Regions from separate parts of the Mus musculus genome. Here all the other regions are linked to region 1. Evidence: chromatin contacts called from public HiCAR-type and HiChIP or PLAC-seq data. All regions are on one chromosome and are shown on one strand. The core of a region is the stretch at or near the end of the contact, and the rest is flanking DNA. Distances in the headings are between cores, read along the strand shown.

Region 1 (3,472 bases), core at 387-2,886:
ATGGAATGTCAGAGATTGCATATATGTGTGTGTATGTATGTATATATGTATGTATATATGTTATATATTTTTTTAATCTCTCCATTTCACAGAAGACTAGAAAGCACAAGCTCCTTTCTCAGCATCCCACAGCGAGCTAATACCCTGGTCTGGAATTGAGCAATGTATTGAGATTGAAAACTCCAGTTATTTCTACACCCCTGTCTTACTCAGAATTTCATTCCTGTGAAGAGATATCAGGACTATGGCAGCTTCTACAAAGGAAAACATTTAATTAAGGCTGACTTACAGTTTCAGAGGTTCAGTTCATTCACATCATGGTGAGAACATGGCAGCATGCAGGCAGACATGGTGCTGGAGAAGGAGCTGAAAATTCAACATCTTGATCCACAGGCAGCAAGGAGGAGACTGGGTGCACACTGGGTATAGCTTGAGCATAGGAGACATCAAATCCCACCTTCACTGTGACACACTTCCTCCAACAGGACCACACCTACCCCAAAAAGGCCATACCTCCAAATAGTGTCCTTCCTATGGGCCAAGCATTCAAACACATGAGTCTGTGAGGGCCAAACTTTTTCAAACCACCATAGCCCCTATATTTATTATCTACTCTGGGCCTTGTAAATAGTGTTCTTGAAAACAGTGTCTGTTTGATGCAGGTACCAATTGCATGCAGTTCCTGTTTGTGTTTCTAATGTCTGGCAGTCAAAATAGTTCCTTTGGTGAATGTGTGGTAGTTGTATAACAAATTAAACAATAAACACTCCCAACATACAGAAGAAGAAACTGGCCTTCAGACACCTGAGACTATCAACCCAAGGTTCAATGGCTACAGCCAAGCCAGGATTCAATCCAGGTCTTCCTGGCTTTGGAAGCCACACTCACCCACTATACAAGGTACCAGGTCCGTAGCAGTATCTAGCCTCAAAGAAGTACCCTGCTGCTTTTGCTCCTGTTGCAAAGAGCCTTAGATGCAGGGGTCTGGCACAAGGATGGGAGGGGGCAGGGCTTGGCTAGAACTTTTAAATGTGTGCAATAAGGAAAGGAAGGACCTTCCCCATGAGGCACACCTCACAGAGCGCCTCTGGCCCAGATGGCCAAACCAGCCACACATGTTTGGAAGTCAGTAAGCAGCTTTGCTGGGGGCCAGGAGAAAGATCCGTTCTGGGGGTTCTGCCAGACCTGGAGCTGAGTCTGCCAGAGGGAGGTCAGGCCAGGGAGAGGACAGATGTGACCATGGCTCTGCCAAAGGCCACGCTGGCCCCAGTGAGACAGTCCTCCAACCAAAGGCATAACCTGATTCCAAGCTCACTGTGTTCAGCTTCTCAGATTAGACCATGGAGAAGTGGTTCCATGTGGTCCTCGCAGCCTGTCGTTTACTCAACCCCATATACACCCAGCGAGGCCGCCTCCCACCTCCAGTTCAGAATCCCGGGACATCTATTTCATGTCAACACAAGGATGCTGCTCTTTATTTCCTTTCTTCTTGAACAGATAAAAATAATTCTGTCAGACTCAAATATCCTTTCGAGCTCTCAAGAAGCTGGGCTTAAACATGTTTGCACGTGAGAACCAAAGCAATCCCACATGTGGCCTCCGGGATGAGGTGTCCTCTACGTGGCAAGTGGTTGCTTCACCAGTCTCCAAGATGCTGATGGGAGGAGGATGCTAGCGCAGATGCAGCCTCTCCCTAACTGCTCTACATGGGACTTCTTAATTCACCAACTTCATTTTGCAGATGAAGAGTCTCAGGTTCTGAGAAAAGGAACTATTTCAAAGCCATTTGTTCAGCAAATGTTTGTCATGTTCCCCAAAATCCCTGACATGAACTTCTACAAAAGAAAATCTAGTGCCGAAGAGGAATTACTAATGGAGTCCCTTGATATTCTGTGTAAAGCTTCCCAGGGGCAGAAGAATAAAGAATAACTAAGAATTGAAGAGGTATTTTTGTGGGGGAGGAATAAGTTCTAGGCACAATTTATCCTGGAAACTACTGATTAAACCGTGGTTGCTTAGGAAATCACTGATTAAAGGAATGAAACAACACAGGATTTTTCTGGAATAGAGGAGTTTTCAAATCGCATAATGACTAAAACATCTCTGACGATCCCCAAAGAGCCAGGCGCATGAGGCATTCTCCCAGCTATGAGCCAGAGTTCTAAGAAAACCATTTTTGGAAGCACTTCCCTGATGAATTATTGGGCTGAATCACAAGAAATTGGCAACATTTGGCAGGTCTTTCCACAAGACAGCAATTCCTTATGGTTCAACCTAATGTGAGCAAAGTGTTTCTTCATGTTTTCTTCCTCGTTTATCATATTCCGGAGTGTGACTTGGCTACTGTGGATCTCAAAGGGGTGCCCGGGGTGTAGCTGTTACATACTGGTTGTTAGACGCAGAGGAAGGTAGACTGGGTAGCCATGCTTGTCCTTATAGAACCTAGAACTGTCACAGACAGCAGCTGACCCACTAGAAGTTGTGTCCTCTGGTCCTGTTAGGTCTCAGTGGGTCTGTAGAGCTAGTGTTCACTGTGGAATTTAAGTACAAGTGACAGTTGTCATTAACAGATGACACAGGAAAGCTGTGTATCATCTATGGTTTTCCTATCTTTTCTCTAAATACTAAAGACCCCAAACCCCACAGGTGACAGATACACAAGACAGTAGGAGATTTAGTCCCAGACTCTCCATGTGGCAGAAAGCTACCCGCCCACCAGGAACACCCACACTGAACTGTTAGGTGAAAAGATTAAGAGAAAGAAGCTGGTTACTTTAAGCCACTGACACTGGGGAGGGGAGGTGGTTGTTGCTATTTTTATTGACACTGTCATAGAAAAATCATTTTCCTAAAAAAATTGCGTAAAACTGGGTGCAGCATTGGCATGCCTCCTGGGCCCTGCAATATAGACAATATAGAACTAACAAAGGGATCGGTGTTCAGTGTGGCCTTACCAGGTCTTTGTGTTTGGAAGTCAGTGTCACTTGTAGGGAGTTGTGACTGTCATGCGGGTTATAAGGATGCCAATCAAACCCTCAGACTTTTGGCTAAGGGATCCTTGGCAGCTCCTCCACCCCCACCCCCACCCCCACCCCCACCCCCATGTCTAATCAGTCCTCACTGGGGGCTGTTCATTCAGAGCTCCTGGCCTACTGTCTTTCTCTCCTCACATGTCTGTCCTGACTACACCATCGTCTCTGATACCAGACTCAGACAAACCCATCTAGGGTCTACAGATGAAGATTTTAAAGGGATTTGCTTAACTCTGAAGAGCTACAATGTCTACCTGTCTAAAACTGAAAGTGATCCTAGGATGCATACCATGCCATGATGCCCAGTTTCTTTAATCGGGCCCATACGGCTCTCTGGGAGTTGTTCCTGCCTCTTCTCTAGCCTTCTACCCCAGGTTGCAACCACCTTGGAATTACTAAGGGAATCTATAGACATCCACACCATCTATGGCTGTACTCTA
Region 2 (4,000 bases), core at 987-3,486, 290 kb before region 1:
ACCACCCCTTTCTAGCATTACCTTTCAAGAAGCAACCCAACTTTTCTGTGCTCCAGATTCAGATTCTCTATCCTATGGGACTGAGTCTATTGGGATTTCATAAGAATTAAAAAACATTGACTGAAGGGCTTCTTGTCCTCCACACTACTGACATGATTAACTCCATAAGTCCCTTTGTTGTGGGAGACTGTCCTGTGAATTACAGGATACTTAGCAGCATTTCTGCCCTCTAAGCCAATAGATTTTATAACATACCCAAATGTTTCCTAGGGGCAAAATAACTGCTTATGAGAACATCTGCTTATGAAATGCCAAATAATAGCAAAACTAATGTTAAATTTTTATTACTGTAATTTTTATTATTGTAATTATCAGTGTCTTCATTCAGAAAAAAAAAAGATGGACCTTTCCATTGTGTGATATCATAGGAAGGATTCCACTTTTTAGAACATAACTACATTGAAGAATTCTAACAGCAGAGATTTGTGATTACAATTTTCCCTCATGTTAAATAAGCAGTATTTTGTTACTGGGGTTTTCTAAAGATTCAGTGAGCAATCACACATCAGATGTTCATGGCTATCACCAGCATCACAGAGTTTGTCCTTCTGGAAGACTCCTAAGAGCATCAATGAAACAGCTTTACTGGGCAGCAGATCACACACAAGTTTGTCCAAAACAAAACAAAGTCTCCTTTGGCAAACACAGGGGGGAACCAGTTTTCATGGCCCTCAAGAATCTACCTTTCTATAAAGATGCTTTTGGATATTGGGGTTTTGTTTATTTTGTTTTGTTTTGCTTTGCTTTGCTTTGCTTTGCTTTGCTTTGCTTTGCTTTGCTTTGCTTTGCTTTGCTTTGCTTTGCTTTGCTTTGCTTTGCTTTGACTGACTCTAAAATGGACTGAACTAAGCCTACTAGGTACCTGAGAGATCCAGAGCAGACCAGAATTGCCCAGCCATTTGCATCTCTCTTCCTTCATCTTCTAACTAGGAAGAAGGTACATTTACCCAAGACCATACTTCTACTTTCCCTGACTTTCAAAATAATTTGCAGTGAATCCTCCATGTGCACTAGTGTCAAAATGGCACATAGTAAGTGTTGAGACATCCAGCTGAGCTGGATTTATGTAGACTGGGCCCCCGAGTCCTTACAATAACCCACTAGTATCAGTATTAATCACTGAATTTTGTAAAAGAATAAGTCATCTCAAAGATGTTAAATGAATTAAGAACAAACCAACTGGTAGACCTTGGATTTGAATCCACTTGTGTTTACCTCTGTAACTTATATTCCTTCTAATATTGCACCTGTAAAAGATATTGGGGAAAAAAGCCAACCAAAGAGATCATTTTCTAAGATATCCAGCAAGCTCGCGTTTTGTAGTGTGATAGTTAATATCGATTGTCAACCTGACAAGATCTAGAATCACCTAGGATCTGGGCATACTTGAAAGCCATTAATAACTAGATTAAGTAAATTGAATGGGAAGACTATTCCTGTAGTCTGCACCATTCCATGGGGTTGCATTCCTAGACTGGATAAAAATGGAAAAGCTGGCTGAACATCATCATTCGTCACTGTGGATGCTATATAACCAGCTGTCTCAAGCTCCTGCCACCATGATTTCCCTATCACAATAGGCTGATCGTCCTTTGGCCAAGAAGGCCCAGTGGTAGAAGCTTAGGAATTCCTATCTGCAAACTCAATTATATTGAATTTTCTATTTGAAAGTCCAGTCAGATAAAGGGGGGAAAACAAGTCCATTCATGTTTCTTTGTAAGGTCCCAACTATGACAATTAAGCATTCCCAGTTGCTGTGGAGAACAAGGGAAGATGGAGCATTCCAGTAGCAGAAACTTCTATCTGGAACTAAAAAGGTCAATAGGATCCTTACAAAATGACTTGTCCTGAGTCTGGACCCAGCAAAGGTAAATCAAAAAGATAAAGCAAGGTGTTTGGAGAACCAGTAAGAGGGGTTGGTGGTTAAAGAGCTATCGTTACGATGTAGCCCAGACTAACCACATACAGGATAATTTACATCTATCTAATAGGTGGATAAGGCCACTGCAGTGGGAACTCCTCTCATCATTTTTCTAGGGATAGTCACAGAGGTACCTCTTGCATAATTGCCTTCATCTATTTGTGTTGTTGCCAGCTCGGATTCCTGGGACTCAGACCACAGGAGACCTAAGAGTATTGTATTAGTCATTGGTATTACTATCGGACCAACGTAGTTTCCTGGCTATGAAGCCTCCTGGTTTTGGAGATGCTTAGCATGTGCTCATTTCCCCTAAGAATTTAGCCTCATTTAAGCTCAAATAAATGAGAAACTCTATGAAAAAATGTGCAGCCCTTGACCTTTGGGCTCTTCCAGTTGGCCAATGGCCTTGGGTGAATTCCTCCATAGTGAATCAAACTCAGGAGCCAAGTTGCATTATTTGCAGGATTTTGGCCTTTTCCCTCAATGGCTTTTCTACATCCCTTTCTCATTCCTTCAAGCCTCATCACAGACCAAGTGGTATGTCCACTAGCAGGTTCCTCTGACCACCAAATGCTGTCTACAGCTGTTCTCTGAATAACATAAATACTACTTCTAATAGCCTCTCCACACTCAACACATTTTAATGTGTCTTATTATCCCACCCAAGATTGTAACTCAATGATTCTATCATTCCTATTGGCTTCATCTGTCTTGGACCAGTGCTCCTGAACTTGCCTCTACTTCTCCCTGGGGGTATCATGCCTACTCCTTTCAAACCATTCTCCCCCTTGTCCCTTTCTCTCCATCTCTATCTCTCAGGCTTGTTACTGTTTTTTTTTCTAATATTTTTATTATTACATATTTTCCTCAATTACATTTCCAATGCTATCCCAAAAGTCCCCCATACCCTCCCCTCCACTTCCCTACCCACCCATTCCCATTTTTTTGGCCCTGGCATTCCCCTGTACTGGGGCATATAAAGTTTGCAAGTCCAATGGGCCTCTCTTTCCAGCGATGGCCGACTAGGCCATCTTTTGATACATATGCAGCTAGAGTCAAGAGCGCCGGGCTACTGGTTAGTTCATAATGTTGTTGCACCTACAGGGTTGCAGATCTCTTTAGCTCCTTGGATAGTTTCTCTAGCTCCTCCATTGGGGGCGCTGTGCTCCATCCAATAGCTGACTGTGAGCATCTACTTATGTGTTTGCTAGGCCCCTTAACCATGTCCACATTACCATGAGAGCTGGAGGGTTATCACAAACCAAATGTCTACTCTACCAGGCCATAATGTTGGGGTTTCACAGTCTGGAAGATGATAGGACATGGGGCTCAAGTAGACCCCAAAATCATAAGCGAATTACATGAAGATGTGGCCAAACACCTGTGATCTGCCACTCCTTGTGCTTTGCTTCACGCCTTGAGCCTATATCTGTGTTCTTGTGAGGACATTCCTGGGATCAGTTGACATCCTTGACACCTTACTGGTTGAGTTTAGAAGCCTCTGCATTTCTTTGTCTGCCTCATCTTTCCAACCTCTACATTCTTCTACCATGAACTAAAAAAAACCAAACAAACAAAATCTTTCTGAGTTCACTATTCTCAGAAAGTTATGACTGACTCCTGTGACACAGAGGGCTCCTGCTCACTCTCCAGGGCCCTACTCAAACTTCTTTTTTAGTAGCTTCTCAGAGTATGTGTGACTGGACAGTTGTCAAAAGAAAATAACCATGTGCCTCTGGCCTTCTATCCAAAGAAGACTTGTGCCGGGGGGGGGGGGGTGCTTTAGGACAAATAGCTTACCTAAAAATCATTCCAATCTCATCTTCAGGTCTGTAAGATTTTTGGTCATTTTGATATGTCTTAGCACTAATTTATGTTTGCCAAGTAAAATTTACAGTCCATGAGACTGTATTGTCTTTCTTCTCTCGCTTTTTAGACGGGGCAGGGACATGACACCATCTCTCAGTAGATATTCTCAAGATATCTGTTCAGTGTTTTATACTTCTGCTCTAAGAGTCT
Region 3 (3,465 bases), core at 675-3,174, 370 kb before region 1:
GGCTCAGTTCCCACACACTGTCTCATCTTAGCAAAAGGAGAAAGCCCAACAGTGTGAAGCCCACAGCCCAGGACCACATGCCTAGCAAGGGACTAAGTGTCATAGAGGAAGAAGGACAGATTTTTCTTTAGAAATGGTACAAGCAAGAAGAGAGCAAGGGATTTCAGATATTGAGATGTAATGAACATGCAAACCTACCAGCCCAGAATACTGTGCCCTAGATCTGTCCTGAGAAGAAGCTTCAGTGGGTAAAGGTGTTTACCACCAATCTTGGCAACCTTGAGTTCAATTCCCAGGACCCAAGACAGGGTAGAAGGAAAGAACCTACCCCTGTAAACTGCAGTCTGACTTCCACATGCATTCAATGGCATGTATACATGTATATACATAAACACAACCTCACATACATATATCTTTATACACCACACACATGCATATATAACCCAATGAATAAATGTCAATAATTTTTTAAACATAAATGCTCTGAAACTGCCAACTAAAATCAGACTGTCAAAGTAGATACAACAACACCAACAACGACCCAACTATTGTGTACAAGCCCACTTTAAATATAAATACTCAGACTGGAAACAGAGATGGAGAAAGATTAGTCATTCCAATACTGTCTAGTTGTGTCCAGGTTTGTCCCTAGATTCTTTGTTTCTGTTAAGTGCATGGTTGCCAGGCCTCTCTCAGTTACGCTACTCGAAAACTTGAGAAATCCTATAGAACAGAGCTTACCCTGCTCGGTTAGAAACCCATGGTCACTACTCAACAGCAGGGTAAACAACTCTTTGAAAGGAGACCACTCTCTCCCATGGAAAACTAGACTACCTATGTTTTCATTTTAATAAATAAAAATTAAATTTATTCTGTTTGTCTGTCTGCATCTGTGTGTGTGTTTGTCTGTGCACATGTGCATGTGTGAATGTGTTTTATCTGATCATGCTTCACTACTACTTGAATAAGTTTTACATGAAATGGTAGGTTTAAAGTTATAGATTTGGGATTTTTATTTATAAGCATAAGGCTCAATGAAAGAGATAAATTTAGTGTGGACAGTACAGCCAAAGGCAACCTTGCCAGTGATATTCAATCAAGATAAACAGGTACATTTAGACCACTCCCATTGAAAATGATGGGCAATTGAGTTAATATCTACCACATTCTATTTCACTGTTTTCTGTTAGCTTTTTTCTTCCTTCCTTCCTTCCTTCCTTCCTTCCTCCCTCCCTCCCTCCCTCCCTCCCTCCCTCCCTCCCTCTCTCTCTCTCTCTCTCTCTCTCTCTCTCTCTCTCTCTCTCTCTCTTTCTTTCTTTCTTTCTTTCATTTTGACTTTCTACTTTTGCTGGGTTTCATTGAACATTGTTTTTTATTGTATTTTCTCTCTTAGCATAGCAATTGTATATCTTTCCCCATTTTAGTGGTTGCTAAGTGAATTTTGAAAGTTCTGTTGTTGATTGATTGGTGAGGCATCCTCTCTTAGGGCCATCATTTGGATTAGTCTTACACAAATACCACTAACAAGGATTGGAGCACGAGGCTCTGTGCAGAGGTTTGATAAATGATGCTAGAGATGGCAAATAGCCTATTAAACCTGGAAAGTCACAGAGGTTTGGATGCTAAGAGAATAGTCTCTTTTGTTATGGGTCAAGTTCTCCTCTCCTGGGGAAGGAGAGAAGATATTTACATGAAGTGTGATGGAATCTGTCTTAAAACTCTAATCCTATTTGCACCTTGAGTTTTTGGCTCATTGGTGAGAAGGATGGAAAGTATTACCCACTGTTTTCATGTGCAGAAGGCAGATTATTGTGGGATACCAAATTCTTGAAACTCCCCAAATGGAGATGGAAGGCCCCTCATAGGATATGAGGCATTGTCTGACATGAAGTTCATGTAAACATGGACAGAGCAGCTGACTAATCAGTTGCTCACACACAAATTGTTCCCCCAGGACCAACAGTGATCGCAATTGGTGCTCTTATGGTTCTGGGAAGTGAAGATCATGAACACTTTTCCTCAGATATTTATACCACAATAGAATTCCCAGTCAAAGACTTGGAGGCACAAAGGATGATGGAAAACAGCTGCCTTCACCTTGGGAGTTAACTCAGGTCTGGTCAGGATGAGATGGTCTCAAACTTAGTGGGACAGGCATGCATACATTTATTCAAATCTTCTCTTCATGAGTACAAAGGCATTAAAAAGAACAAAGCAAAGTACTGAGTAGTTATAACAAAGTCACTACCTAGAAATATGGAGCCTTAAGAATACAAAGGAAGAAGATTGCCTCAAAACCTTCCACATGTTTGGAACAATGAGCACACATCTACAGTTTCCCTTCACATGCATGCAGGCTGGAGTCAATAAATCTAGATGTTGAGAAAAGAAATCCTTCCCACGCCCCATATCAATCAGGGAAACTTGAGTTCTATGTGATGTGACCTATTGGACATTATTTTTATCTTCCTAAGACAGTAATTCCTAACTTAATAGCCCATAGAGAAACAAACAATTTAATGGTGAAAACTTCCATATTCATCCACCAAGCCCTGCTAAGTTGCTTTATAAGGCCAGCCCACAATCCTATATGGCACTTGTTAGCAACATACACACTCAGCAGACAGGGACGTTTAAATATAAAGGAGCAAATCTGTGCATTGATGAAACCTAGGTCTTCATCCTCTGACCCCAAAGTCTTTTGAGCCCTTACACATCAAAGGCTTAGTGACCTCTAGAAGCTACAGTTCGTTAACATGAACATGTTGTAGTTTGACCATGGAGTGATCCCAAGAAACCTCTTGCCACTGTATGCCACCATTCATAGTGGTCTTTTGGTCCTTCCATCATGAACCTCAGCATCATGAGTTCAACAGGGATGGGCTGGAGTAAATGTAAACAGAGACTCACTCCAGCAGGAAAAATTGTGACACCCCTTTCAGGGTATTGGGGAACTCACAAGGTAGTTTTATTTGGAAAAATTAGCAAGGTTGTGGGGGCAGAATATAACTACTGTTAGTGGGCAAACACTCCAAGATCTTCAGTCTCAGAAATTACTGACAGCCAGTGCAGAACATAATTTACACACAACAATTGATGAAAAAGAGCCATGAATTTAAAGGTGAGCAAGGATGGGTATATGGAAGAGGTTGGAGGAAGAAAACGGAAGGGGGAAATGCTAGAATTTTAATTTTAAAAAATAGAAGGAAAAACTTTTTTTAAAGATTTTTTTTAAAAAGTTCCTAAAGATTTTTACCTGAAAACTCAGCTTTGAAAAAGAAAAGTTTGCCATGTGCAATTCTTGGATAAGTCTAGAAGACATAAAGCTGTGGGGATCCCTGCAAGCTCTGTGGCCAGCAGGGGAGCAAACTGTGAGAGGCAGAAGAATACCCGGTTCAGCCTGGCTTAGTCTGCTCTGGTTCAAACTCCTCAAGTCTGACATCAGGTTGTGTATTGCAAGCATAC

What was found. HiCAR-type assays count read pairs that join an accessible place to other places. HiChIP or PLAC-seq counts read pairs in DNA pulled down with a chosen protein or histone mark.
Region 2: a contact with region 1 is called in a HiCAR-type map of fibro-adipogenic progenitors, with 2.2 times the contacts expected there. The contact joins two enhancer-like sites. A contact is called at or near these places in 1 of 15 datasets of contacts at CTCF or cohesin (the NIH/3T3 cell line), 1 of 115 datasets of contacts at active chromatin or transcription factors (fibro-adipogenic progenitors) and 1 of 9 other capture datasets (embryonic stem cells).
Region 3: an H3K27ac HiChIP or PLAC-seq map of the NIH/3T3 cell line shows a contact between it and region 1, with 5 times the contacts expected there. The contact joins two enhancer-like sites.

Annotation. Positions count from the first base shown.
Region 1 is chr4:106,184,710-106,188,181 of GRCm38.p6, forward strand. No RefSeq gene overlaps it. Among named protein-coding and RNA genes, the nearest start is that of Gm12724, 51 kb to the right of the region's middle. Within about 2 kb of position 1,637, at least 45 of the 459 cell types and tissues checked have an H3K27ac peak or open chromatin away from gene starts, as enhancers often do. A contact at or near this core is called in the NIH/3T3 cell line and fibro-adipogenic progenitors, where this site is marked.
Region 2 is chr4:105,896,120-105,900,119 of GRCm38.p6, forward strand. No RefSeq gene overlaps it. Among named protein-coding and RNA genes, the nearest start is that of Gm29922, 52 kb to the left of the region's middle. Within about 2 kb of position 2,237, at least 19 of the 459 cell types and tissues checked have an H3K27ac peak or open chromatin away from gene starts, as enhancers often do. A contact at or near this core is called in the NIH/3T3 cell line and fibro-adipogenic progenitors, where this site is marked.
Region 3 is chr4:105,812,792-105,816,256 of GRCm38.p6, forward strand. No RefSeq gene overlaps it. Among named protein-coding and RNA genes, the nearest start is that of Gm29922, 31 kb to the right of the region's middle. Within about 2 kb of position 1,925, at least 3 of the 459 cell types and tissues checked have an H3K27ac peak or open chromatin away from gene starts, as enhancers often do. A contact at or near this core is called in the NIH/3T3 cell line, where this site is marked.